2 separate regions of the Anser cygnoides genome follow, and region 2 is linked to region 1. The links are chromatin contacts, called in public Hi-C maps. All regions are on one chromosome and are shown on one strand. The core of a region is the stretch at or near the end of the contact, and the rest is flanking DNA. Distances in the headings are between cores, read along the strand shown.

Region 1 (5,454 bases), core at 117-2,616:
AAATGAGAAAACTTTTCAGAAATTTTTCTCCTCCTGTTTTAGAAGTTGATTCATGCCCGTAAACAGATGCATTCTTCACTGCATTAGCAGTTTATTCCATTTTTAATCAGCCACATGATGCTATCCAAATATCATTTAACCTATAATCGTCTTTTGTCCAGAAGCCCAAATATTTGTATTGCTAGTAAGAACTCATTAAGGTAGCATTCTCCAGTTTTTATTTTTTTTCTGAATGCTGCCAAGAGGTTTAGTTACAATAAATTCAGAGATTTGAAAGGCTACAGCCTGAGTATTGTCCTTAACTATAAAATAACTATTCTGGGAACTAACTATCCAGTTAGTACAATTATATTTTTCTGGTAACAGCAGGTCCAGTCTGGTTCAAAGGCAATATGCCTGGTGATGTATAATAGCATAGACTATATGGAAGTTCCTCTTTCAGGGCAATCATAGACTCATAGAATCCTAGAATCATTAAGGTTGGAAAAGACCTCCAAGATCATCTGGTCCAACCATCCCCCTACCACCAACGTCACCCACTAAACCATGTCCCTAAGCACCACATCCAACCTTTCCTTGAACACCCCCAGGGACAGTGATGCCACCACCTCCCTGGGCAACCCATTCCAATGCCTGACTGCTCTTTCTGAGAAGAAATGTCTCCTCATTTCCAACCTGAACCTCCCCAAGCATGATCACCTCAAAGCAAAAACATTAAAAATCCTTGAAGGTATGCACTGTACATGGTGTTGCTAGGAATGCGGCTTTCCTAAAAAGCTAATCTTTTATTAAAGCAAGAAGTTTGTGGGCTTTTTCATCACTAAGAGAGTGTGGCAATGTGCGAGGCAAGGGCAGGTTACGCTGCATTCTAACAAGCCTGACCTGGCAAAGCTGAAGGGAAGGCCAGAAAGAATGCTCCGTGCATGGCACTCTGGAATTGTGCTTACAAGCAAATATTCTGGTACCATGGACATTTCAGGTCTGAAATACATGCACAGCCTTTAGATCAAAGGATCCCTAAGTGGTTTATTATGCTGATCTATCTAATAATATTGTGCAAACTCCAAAGTACCAGTATTTGGTAAACATTCACTTACCCACCTCTGATATGGAGCAATTGCAGGAATCAATCGTAGTTACTCTCTAACAGCGTGCAACAAATGAAGCTGTGATTTGCGGCTAGAGGGAGGGAAGCCCTTATTCACTCAGGTGACAGGACAAAGTCTTGTAGCTGATGCCCTTGCCGTAATTTTACGTGTTCTTACTTTGATCTTACAAAAGGAGCAGAAGAGATTGAATGCCAGGCTAGGGGCAAGGACTTGTGTCCTGCTTGGTTGCCAGCATTGCCTCGGGGAGCTCGCAGGGGGGTGCGCAAGCACTGACCCAGCATGAGGAGTCCAGGGGCAGCTGAGATCTCCTTGGGGTGTCCAAGAGAGTGACCGAGGGGAGCAGGCCTTCAGTTCTGGGTGGGTGGGTTTGGGAAAGAGGCAAAGAGGAGGGTGAAGGGGTCCAGGCTTTTGGAAGACACCTGATGCCTCCTCGCTCCACTTCTGCCTTGTGCTGCATAGGCAGTTGTGCAGGCAGCACCAGGTGCTTCAGCACTTCCACCAGGGTCTGCGAGTTTCGGCTGCGGGGTACCCTCAAGTGGCTGGCACTGGGTGTGTGTATACAGTGCCCAGTTGTTGCTCAGGTCGGGCAGCGATATCAGCAGCATCAAAGGGAGCTGGTCTGGAAATGTCACTGCCAGGTTAACCACTATTGACTATATTAACACACGAGGTGGTACAACGAGTGGCTGAATGTTTGTCATGGCAGGTGACTGCAGAAGATTAGGAAGGGCAGCAGGCTCACTACAGCACAGGGCAGCGTGATCTTAAGAAGGCAGAGATACAGCATGAAACTAGTACAGGAAGAGGAAAAATCCCTGAAGTCTTACTGACTTACCATTCATATGGCTTAATGGTATTGCAGTGCTTTGCTGGCATCTGAGTAGTAAAAGGTTCAAATGATGTTCTCCTATGTTCAGCAACAATACTGTAAGTCAGCCAGAATCACCTCCTTTTTTCTCTGCAGGCATGGCAGAGCAGAATGACAGTTTTTCCTACAGAAAAAAAAAAAAAAAAAAAAAGGAATTAAGCCCTTAGAGCTAGGGTGGTCTTTTTTCTAGGTGTGGCTGGGTTCCAGCTGGTTGTTTTTTACTCCATACCAAGCTTTTTCAGGTTTGTATTATTTTAGTTAAACATGTTACTATTTCAGTCTCTCATGAGCCCAAATCACTGACCTAATACATCTTCTGAGATAAAATGCATTCTTTGATACAAGAAAAGTTTTGTCAGTTTAAAAAATAAAACACATTCTCATCAGCAAAACAGTGTCTTTAAGGATCAGGTCTCTGGTTCTGAATTTGCCAATGAGTGCTGATTCAGGTAATCCAGTATTTTACAAGCTAGTCAGCACCCCACAATGTCACATTGAGGCTCAAAATATATTTAAAACAGCTGTGTGCTAAAATCATGCGTGTGTCCACCCATTTCATTACAGTACTACCCTAAGTACAAGGTCAAAACTTTACTGTAATTTAGCTAAGATTCTGTAAAGAAAGAAAATCCATTATGCTTTCCTTCACCATTTCAGTTTATTAGGTGTTAATTTAAAACCTTTCGCTGCAGTGGAGGGCAAAACATAATCAAAAAGTGAACCTGGCTAGAGGCAAGTGGTGAAGATAAAGACACTTAATTGTTCTGACCCTGCAAAGAGCAAATCCCAAGCACACAAATCAGTGCTACTAACAGAAAAACAAATCAGGTCTTTAACATTCTCTCAGCTATATCTGAGTCATGGCATTTTAATAACACCACTGAGAATGCTATTGAAAATTACTTAATTATTGAAGGAAGAAAATCCCTGGCCTAGGCTTTCTACCCAATCTCTTCTTGCCATTGCTGTAGGATTGCTCTGAAAAAGGCTGGCCTTACACTGGCAGAACGCTTGTGGAAGGAAGTCTGTGGAGTTTGCTTTAACTGTGAGCTGCAGGAAATAGTGAAAAACTGAGTGCTCTGGTAGGTGCTGTCAGGCAAATGGCCAAGTCCCAGAAGGAGTACAGGCACCTGGACTCTTACTGATCTCTGTGACAGGCTGGGGCTTTGATATCTTCAGGGAACTGGTCCTGTATCTTCCTTTGTCTTTTTAGAATAAACATACCAAAGTTCAAAAGCTTGCTTAGAACAATGAAAGCGGTGTGTTTTCAGAAGCCATGGGCAAACTGGGCAGCAGTACAGAAAGGAGAGTCCTGGCGAGGATGGTTAGAGAGCCCGAGGCAATCTTAGATGCTCTGACATGCAGAGGGGTTGTGCTATGGTGCTGGACGGAGATCAAGAGTGTGTGCTGAAGCGTGTGTGGTGATACCTCACCGCTCACTGATGGCAGTAGTGCCAGTGAAGCTCCAGGCACACCCGAGGGATGCACAAGTCCCAGGGCAAATGAATATTCAGGGCTCAGTGGTGGCTCTGAGTGTCTACCACAGGCATCTGAAGTGCCCCAGGTTTCCTAAAGAACCTCAGGGCACAGGAGGAATGAAATAGCAGTGTGAGCTGTGCCCTCCGGTTAGTTTGTGTCCTTGCTGAAATCCTCAGAGGCCACTAAACCAAGTGCACATACTTCACAGCCCTTCACAGAGTCAGGAAAATACAATCTCCCTGAAAAACTTTTCCCCCTTAGAGAGATCTAGGAATGTGTCAGTTCTAACACATGGCTGCAGTGATCTATTGAATTGCAACACGTGCAGGTTTGATTTAGGAGTCGGCAAACCGAGATTCCATCAGTAATCCCACCACTGATGACGAGTTCCCCAGGAGTCGTGTGGCCTTCACAGGCCATGCCACTTCAAGCTGACAGTGCTGTGCTCTTAGGCTCACTGCTGCTTATTGCTGAGGACATGCATGCTACGCAAGCAAAACCCTGGTGCAGCACCTTCTCTCCTGTGCTGTTGCTTCTGTACTCTACGTAGAAGGCCTTTCAGACCAGCTGTGTACACTCAGGTACAGAAAAACACTGCACGAGAAATTAATCCTTCCCTGGGCAGGCACTGGGGGAAGAGGGTTTGTTCTGCCCCTCTTCGGGTATCCAGGAGGTTAGTCTTGATGGCAGTGAAACCTAGAGCTGCTCTTTGCTGAATCTCCCTGTTTGTGATCCACAGTGGACTTTGTTTTGCTTTGCTACACAGTCTTCAGGGTTGGGTCAGCAACCAGCCCTTCCAGCTTGTGCTCGCAAGAGCACAGCCCACTGTAAAGTAAACAATTTTGCCTCCTTAGCATAGAACTTCATTTGTGGCTCCTGTGAAATATCTTGGCTGTAAACCTAGCTAGGGAGGTTGAACAGTTTTGCAGAATTAAGACTAGCAAATTAAAGCCTCGGTTAGGATCTAACTCCCAAAGGTGGATGTGCTCTAAGGAGAAATATAAAATTTATTTTCTTGGTGCAAAAGTACAACATTACTTAATTCATTATAACGTGTCAGGATTTCTGTTCGGATGGGAAGCTTGAAGAGGAATGTATACTTTTTTTTGGGGGGAGGGGGGAAATAAGAAATACAAAGAACCATCACATATGTGTAGCTACTGGGAAAAAATAAAGAAAAATCCAAACCCTACTGCATACAAACAGAAGAGATATCATTTTAAACATTTTGAGTGCAGCACTCGTGTTTGGGGTGACCAATTATCCGCCACATTTTCATGGCTAGGGAAATGAAAAATATTACAGTAATTGCAGGACTTGATCAATAGATGAGTCATTTAATGAAAAAAATTGTAGCAAAGAGCCCAAACCTTTTAATTCAAATGCATTTTACACTCCAGTCCTGTTTAATTATGCAGCTATGGCAACTTGGATGGAAAGCGATAAAGACTGTCTGTATCAAGTGGTTTAATAAGATTTTATTTGTAAACTGCCAGTGAAGAGGATGATAAGTAGGACTGGATCCTGACCTCTCCTGAGTAGTGTTGCATTTACTTAATCCAGCTGAAGAGCTTGCACACAGAGTTAAAAGGAGTTTAGTAGAACTTCAGCAAAACTGGAGACTCATCACACTTCGAAAGGCAGAAAGAGGAATATCTGACAGCTTGCATTGTGACCTAGAAACTAAATCTCTCCACTTTATATATCTGTTCTGCACCAAAACGAGAAACATAGCCCTGCCCTCCTCCAGGAATTGTAAAGTACAGTCATACAGCCTGTAAAAATATATAGAAAATATAAATATTCTCTGAACTTACTGTAGGCCTTTGTTTTGCTGTACTTTTTATCTACCTTGGTTCTCCTAGTCTTTGGTCTTCGGTGTTTGCTAAAGCTGTTCAGAAATGCAGTGCCAAACAACGCCCTGTTTCAGCTCTGCCTCTTTTATATGGGAAGGTAGCCTCTCAAATGTGCTCATCCTAGGCAGTGATAGCTACCTTC
Region 2 (5,677 bases), core at 1,390-3,889, 63 kb after region 1:
TTGGCAGTTTCGAAAGTTGCCTTAGGCTCTTATCACCTTAAAAAATCAGATCATATAGTGGTGGCCTTAGAGACGGCCTGATTGATATCTGAGCAGCCGAACAAATGGTGAATTTGAATAAAATATGGCACCCCATTGCCTATTAGTTCTGCTGATTCTGAGAGGACAATTTGCCAACATTAAGCAAAGTGCATGTCCTGAGCATCCATGGGACTGCGGATGCATAAAAGGGTTTGCAGAAGTGCTCTGCAAACCTTGTGAAGTGCCTTTTGCCCATTCCAGATCCTGCATGCCCCAGCCTGCGCAGTTACGGGGATTTGGTACCACTGGCACTGCCAACCCAACTTATCTGTGTATTTGTACAGTAATAGAGACATTTGCGGGAAGAGGAGAGAGTTTCCTGGTGATCCTTAAACAAACAGCGATGAAGCCAGGAGCTCCTGCAGCTTGGCTTCCACAGGCACCACCAGCTCCCATAGCGAGAGTGAGAACACGCTCAGAGGAAGATCGTGTTTCTGGGTAGCCATTTAGTCTGTAATCGTGATACGACTGCTCAGGTTTTACAGATCATTCATTCTAGTTGCTTTCTCCAAACTCACTTTCTGTGGCCTTAGGAAATAACACTGTGGGAGAGCGTGCAGTCCCATTCTCTTCTCTGATTTGGACATCGCCATGAACCTGCTCAAATATCTGATGCCAGTTTCATTTTGGGTGACCCCATTGCCTGCACAGAGGGCAGGCTGAGTTAACTGCTGCTGTTCCACCTGCCCTGAATCAGCTTGTGAGGGGTTTTACTCAGCAGACTGGATGAGACGGGTCCTGACTTGAGGGTAAAGCCAGACACAGCATCCATGAGGTAGACTAAAGCGCGGGCTTTGTGTTTGGGTGACCACACCGCGCACCTGCACACGATTCCCAACATGCTGTTTTCATAGGGTAGGGGGTCGAGGCAAAAACAGCACCCAGGGCATCAGAAGAGAGCAGGTTTGGCTCCCAAGTGACCAGGCAGGCCTGGTGGCCCAGTGGCTGAGACACAGCCTCATTGTCTACAGCAGCAATGGCGCTGGGTGTTAAAAGTGAGCGCTTGTTCCTCCTGCGGTGCTCATCTATTTATTGGCCTGATTGTAATCACAGCCTTCTTAACTTGTAACTGATACATCCTCCCTACACCGCAGATGATGTTCACTTGGGTATCAGATACTGCTGTCTGTGTTTGCTCTCATTATCGCCCACCATCAGCAGGTCTCTTTAAAGACCAGCTCTGACCAGACACCATGGAGAAGAGAGACGCCATTTGTCCTCAGCCGTTTGATCAGCCATTTTCCATTGCACAAATGCCGTTGAGGGCCGATTCCCCAAACCCAGGATGGAAATCCCTGGGGCACACCTGGCTGGCTCCCTCTGATCACACGTAATGTACCGCAGAGCGTTCAGCAAACACTGCCCCCAGATGCACTGACTCCGGTGTGACACTCCTCCTCCTAACCCCACGAGGCTTTGAGGAGTCCGGCGGCGTGCCTAGGCCTGGGGAGGCGGTGCTCAGCTTTGCAGGGTGCAAACACCTCGAGGTACCCTGCCCAGGCAGACCAAGGCCCAAAAAAATCAGGCCTGTGCAGGTTGCTTCAGGGGCTGGCTGTGGGCGGTGGCCGTGGGGTGCCTGGAGATGGGCGCCACGTTGGGGCTGTTCCCCTGGGGACAGCGGGGTGGCTGGCATGCGTTTGTCTAGCCTCCCAAAACAACAAAACAGTCTGGAGTTAAGGCTGGCAGAGCAAGCCTGTAGCTTAAAGGCAGGAAAATACCCGGAGCGCCGTATCGTGACCAGGAGGAAGTTCAGTATTAAATAAATCCCAGTAGGGTACGGCAGCGTGCAGCCGAGGTTCACGTGTGACTCGGTCCTGTCGTGACACTGTGGGACCGGGGCACGTCGGTGAACTTCCATCACGAATGCGGGTCCCAGGGCCCCACCAGAGCCCCTTTTCCCTTCCCGGGGTCCCCCCGCAGGCTGCCGCCCAGCGCTGGGGGGCCGGGGCAGCACCGGGACCCCCACAGGGTGCCGCAGCCCCCCCCCATCGGGCCGCCGGCGGCGTGCGTGCACCTCCCTGAAGGTCACCTTGCGAGGGCGGCTGCGCCCTCAAAAAAAAAAAAAAATTTAAAAAATAAATTAAGAAAAAAAAACCAACAACAACATCCCGGCAGGTGCCGCGCGGCGCCGCTTTCGCGTTCAGCGCTCGGCAGGCGCCGTACACGTGAGCCCGGCGGGGCGCGGCGGGGCCGGGCGGGACGGGGACGGGGACGGGGAGGAAGAAGAGGAGGAGGAGGAGGAGGAGGAGGAGGAGGAGGAGGGGGGGGGGGGGGGGGGAGGAAGGCGCACGGCTGCCCCCGCCGCCGCCCCGCGCGCGCACGCCCGCGGCCGCACACCTGCGCGCGCACACGTGCCCGCGCGGCGCCCGCCCCGTCCCCTGCCCGCCCCCCGCCGCCTCCCAGTGGCTGCGGCGCCCAGCGGGCGGGGCCCGCGCCCTATATGAAGGGGTGCGGCGGGCGGCGAGCGCGGCTGCTCCGTGCCCGGTGGGCTCCGCTGCTTCCCCCCTCAGCTCCGCGCCTCCGCCACACACCGGAGCCCCCCTCCCCCCCCTCTGGAGCGCCCCCTTCCTCCCCCCCCCCTAAAAGCCCCCTCCCCGAAGCCCGTCCCGGTGCCGCGGAGCCCGTCCGAGCCCTCAGCGCCCCCCCGCCGCCCCCCGCTCGCTCGCCATGGCCCGCGGGAAGGCCAAGGACGGCGACGGCAACTGGAAGAAGTTCATCTGGAACTCGGAGAAGAAGGAGCTGCTGGGCCGCACCGGGGGCAGCTGGTGTGAGTGCGGGGACGGGCGGCGGGGGGGCTCCGCAGCGCGCACCGCCGCGCCTCACCCCCCTGCGGCCGGGCACCGGCACCGGAGGGGGGGCGGGGGGAAAGGGGGGGGTCCCCGGGGCCCCCCGAGCCCCCTCCCCGGGCCGCGGCTGCCGGGCAGGTGGGGCCGGGCCCGGGATGGAGCCCGCGGCGGGGCCGACCTTGGGAGGGCGCCTCGTCCTTGGCGCTGCCTCCCCGGCTCCCTCCGCACCGCGGGTGCCGCTCCCCCGCCGCCCCTTCCCCCCGCTCCGCGGCGATCCGAGGTGGCTGTGCCTCGCCGAGAGAGCTCCCGGGTCCTGCGGTGCCTCCCCGGCAGGGAGGCGGCCGTGCGGGCGGCGATGCTCGCGCACCCCGCTGTCGGTTGGGGCGCCCTGCAGGCAGCCCTCGGCGCCCGGGGGGCGCTCGGCGTTGTCTGCGCGCACCCGGACGGCCTTCCAGCTGCTGCCAGCCGCGGCCGGGCTGCCACCCCGCGATGCTGAGCCCGGCTCCTGGTGTAACGGATCCGCTGGAGGCGACAGCCTTGGCCCTGGTGGACCGCAGCGGGCTCCTGCCGTACCCGTACGTGAGCTGAATCGGGTTGCGGGCGCGCACCGGTAGGTGTCTGCTGCTCCCGAGGCACCGGGCGGCTGCGCAGCGCTTCCGACGCGGAGCCAGACCGAGTCCTCCTTCCCGTGCCCATCCGTCTAGGACCGATGTCAACCTGCAGGCTGGCGATCCGATTTCTCCGTTATAAGCCTACCTGTTGCGGGAAGCTCTGTTGCGCAACCCCGTTGTGCTCGGTTGCGTGTGTTTTTTCTGAAACCGTGACCTTTAAGGTGTCTTTGGTGTTAAGAGCATCCTGGCTGGGAAACTGATTAAATAAGCTACCTCCCAGTGTTGGCCTTTTGATGTTACAAAAACTCAAAAGGCGTTACGCTGCAGACAACAGCATTGGTGTTTGGTTTGTTACAACAGCACCTCCTATGACCGTGCTCTGGAAAAAATTTCCAAATGTTTCTGACGTCACGACCAGTTGCTTTACGCTGCTTGGATACCAAAGAGTGCTTTTAACTCCTGGAGCACCACGATATCGCACCGAGCTCTGCTCACCAGCCATGGCTGCCTCCCCGGTCTCCAGTGGACGAGAGGATGGAGTGTCTTTCTGAGCGTGTTCCTCAGCCTCTGTGTCTCTGGCTGTCCCTCCTGATCCTCTTTCCTTTGTAACTGGAAAATGAAACCCACCAGAAATGGCTGCTTTAATGAGGAGGCTTCTCCACTGATGGAGCTTTTTTATGATGGGGCTCAGGAGAGGAGGAATACCTTCACCTACTGCTTCCTCCCTGGCCCTTGTATCTGTTCACCTTGAGTCCTCCATATAAACCTCCTCCTCCAGGTCTGCAATTAGGCTAGGACGCTGGGATCGAGCAGGCTCTTTCAAGTGTTCCTCGCTGCAGTGCTTGTTCCTGCAGCCTGATTAGCCTGTAGTTGCTTGGCATGGGCTGGCTTATCCTTCCCGTAGGCGGCCTGGTGATGCCTAGTACGGCGTGTTACTGTGCAGTTAATCAGTTGAGATAATCCCTGTAAACTGGTAACCGATACCCAGAGTCTGAGCTGTGCTGCATCTCAGGCTCTTCCCCCCCCCACCGGGATTATTCTAGGCATCTCCTTTCAGACCCAAACTAAATTTAGTCTTTTGTTACATAATTCAGTTTTTAATTGGTATGAGCGGTGCTGGCGTGCCTTTGTAGATGCACAAGGTTGGTAAATGCGGAGTGCTGTGTCACATTGAAGTGCTTTCCTACATTTGAGATTGAGTATTGGTGCTGATTTGGGCCTAAATTCTGCTCCTGTTGTCTCTGGTGGAGGTCAGAGTCTGAATTATTAGGGAGGTCACACATTACCAATGCTTGTAAACCTGAATCTAGCAGCTCGTGCAGGCTCTGTGGAAATAGCTCTGAAGCCCAGAGTGGTGTGGAACGTATAGCACTGCGTATAGCATGCCGACTTGTGTTGGGCTTGTGCTTCACTGAAAGCCTGTCACCTTGTGGTAGCCTTGGTCAGCCAACGGATCCATTAAAATATGGAAGAACATACTAATTCTCACGCTTCATGATCCCAAATAATTGGGACTTGATTAATCTTTTCATTTGTTTTCTCTTGCAGTTAAGATCCTCCTCTTCTATGTCATCTTCTACGGTTGCCTGGCGGGTATATTCATTGGGACCATCCAAGTGATGTTGCTCACCGTCAGTGAATTTGAACCCAAATACCAGGATCGAGTGGCGCCTCCAGGTAACTAACTGGGAGGCCCGTGTTGGCCCGGGTGCAAGCTGTTCTGGGGAGGCGGTTTGGTTACTCACCTCCAGGAGGAGGATGAAATAAGCGTCTCGTTGCTGCAACACATATTTGTAGGGGGTGGGTATGTTCTAAGCCTTCTGTGTTAACAGCACTGGGAATTGAAGGCAACCAGCTAGAATTAAAGGTTGCATCACATGAAGTGTTCCTCCTGTCTGAGAGGAACTTGAACCCGAATCGATGCTCTCCCCTTTCCTTACTCCGAAGTGATGGAGTGAGGCTCAGGCTTCACTTGGGAATGAGCTGTGTGACAAAACTGGGTTCAGTTTTTCTTCATAGCCACTGTGTTCCTATGGGAAAATGAGGGGACAAAGGTAAAATGCTGGCTTCATCTGTGAAACTGGGGTGCACAAGGAGGAAGGGGGCACTACCAATTGTGGATGTGCTTGCTGAATTGTGATGGTTAATGCTGGGCTCTGCTGTGTGAGCTGGAGGAGGTAACAGCATCTACAAATGGGT

What was found. Hi-C and Micro-C count contacts between places; a contact is called where the count stands out from the background.
Region 2: a Hi-C map of liver shows a contact between it and region 1, with 2.2 times the contacts expected there. The contact joins the promoter of ATP1B1 here to the enhancer-like site in region 1. A contact is called at or near these places in 3 of 7 Hi-C or Micro-C datasets (all in liver).

Annotation. Positions count from the first base shown.
Region 1 is chr1:95,985,110-95,990,563 of Taihu_goose_T2T_genome, forward strand. The region is part of intron 15 of LOC136789688 (a long non-coding RNA gene); the gene reads left to right. Among named protein-coding and RNA genes, the nearest start is that of DPT, 60 kb to the left of the region's middle. Within about 2 kb of position 1,367, at least 1 of the 3 cell types and tissues checked has open chromatin away from gene starts, as enhancers often do. A contact at or near this core is called in liver, where this site is marked.
Region 2 is chr1:96,047,240-96,052,916 of Taihu_goose_T2T_genome, forward strand. ATP1B1 (ATPase Na+/K+ transporting subunit beta 1) reads left to right here and starts at 2,640. Exons shown (of 6, transcript XM_066990399.1): 1 at 2,640-2,848; 2 at 5,027-5,155. The coding sequence starts at 2,749.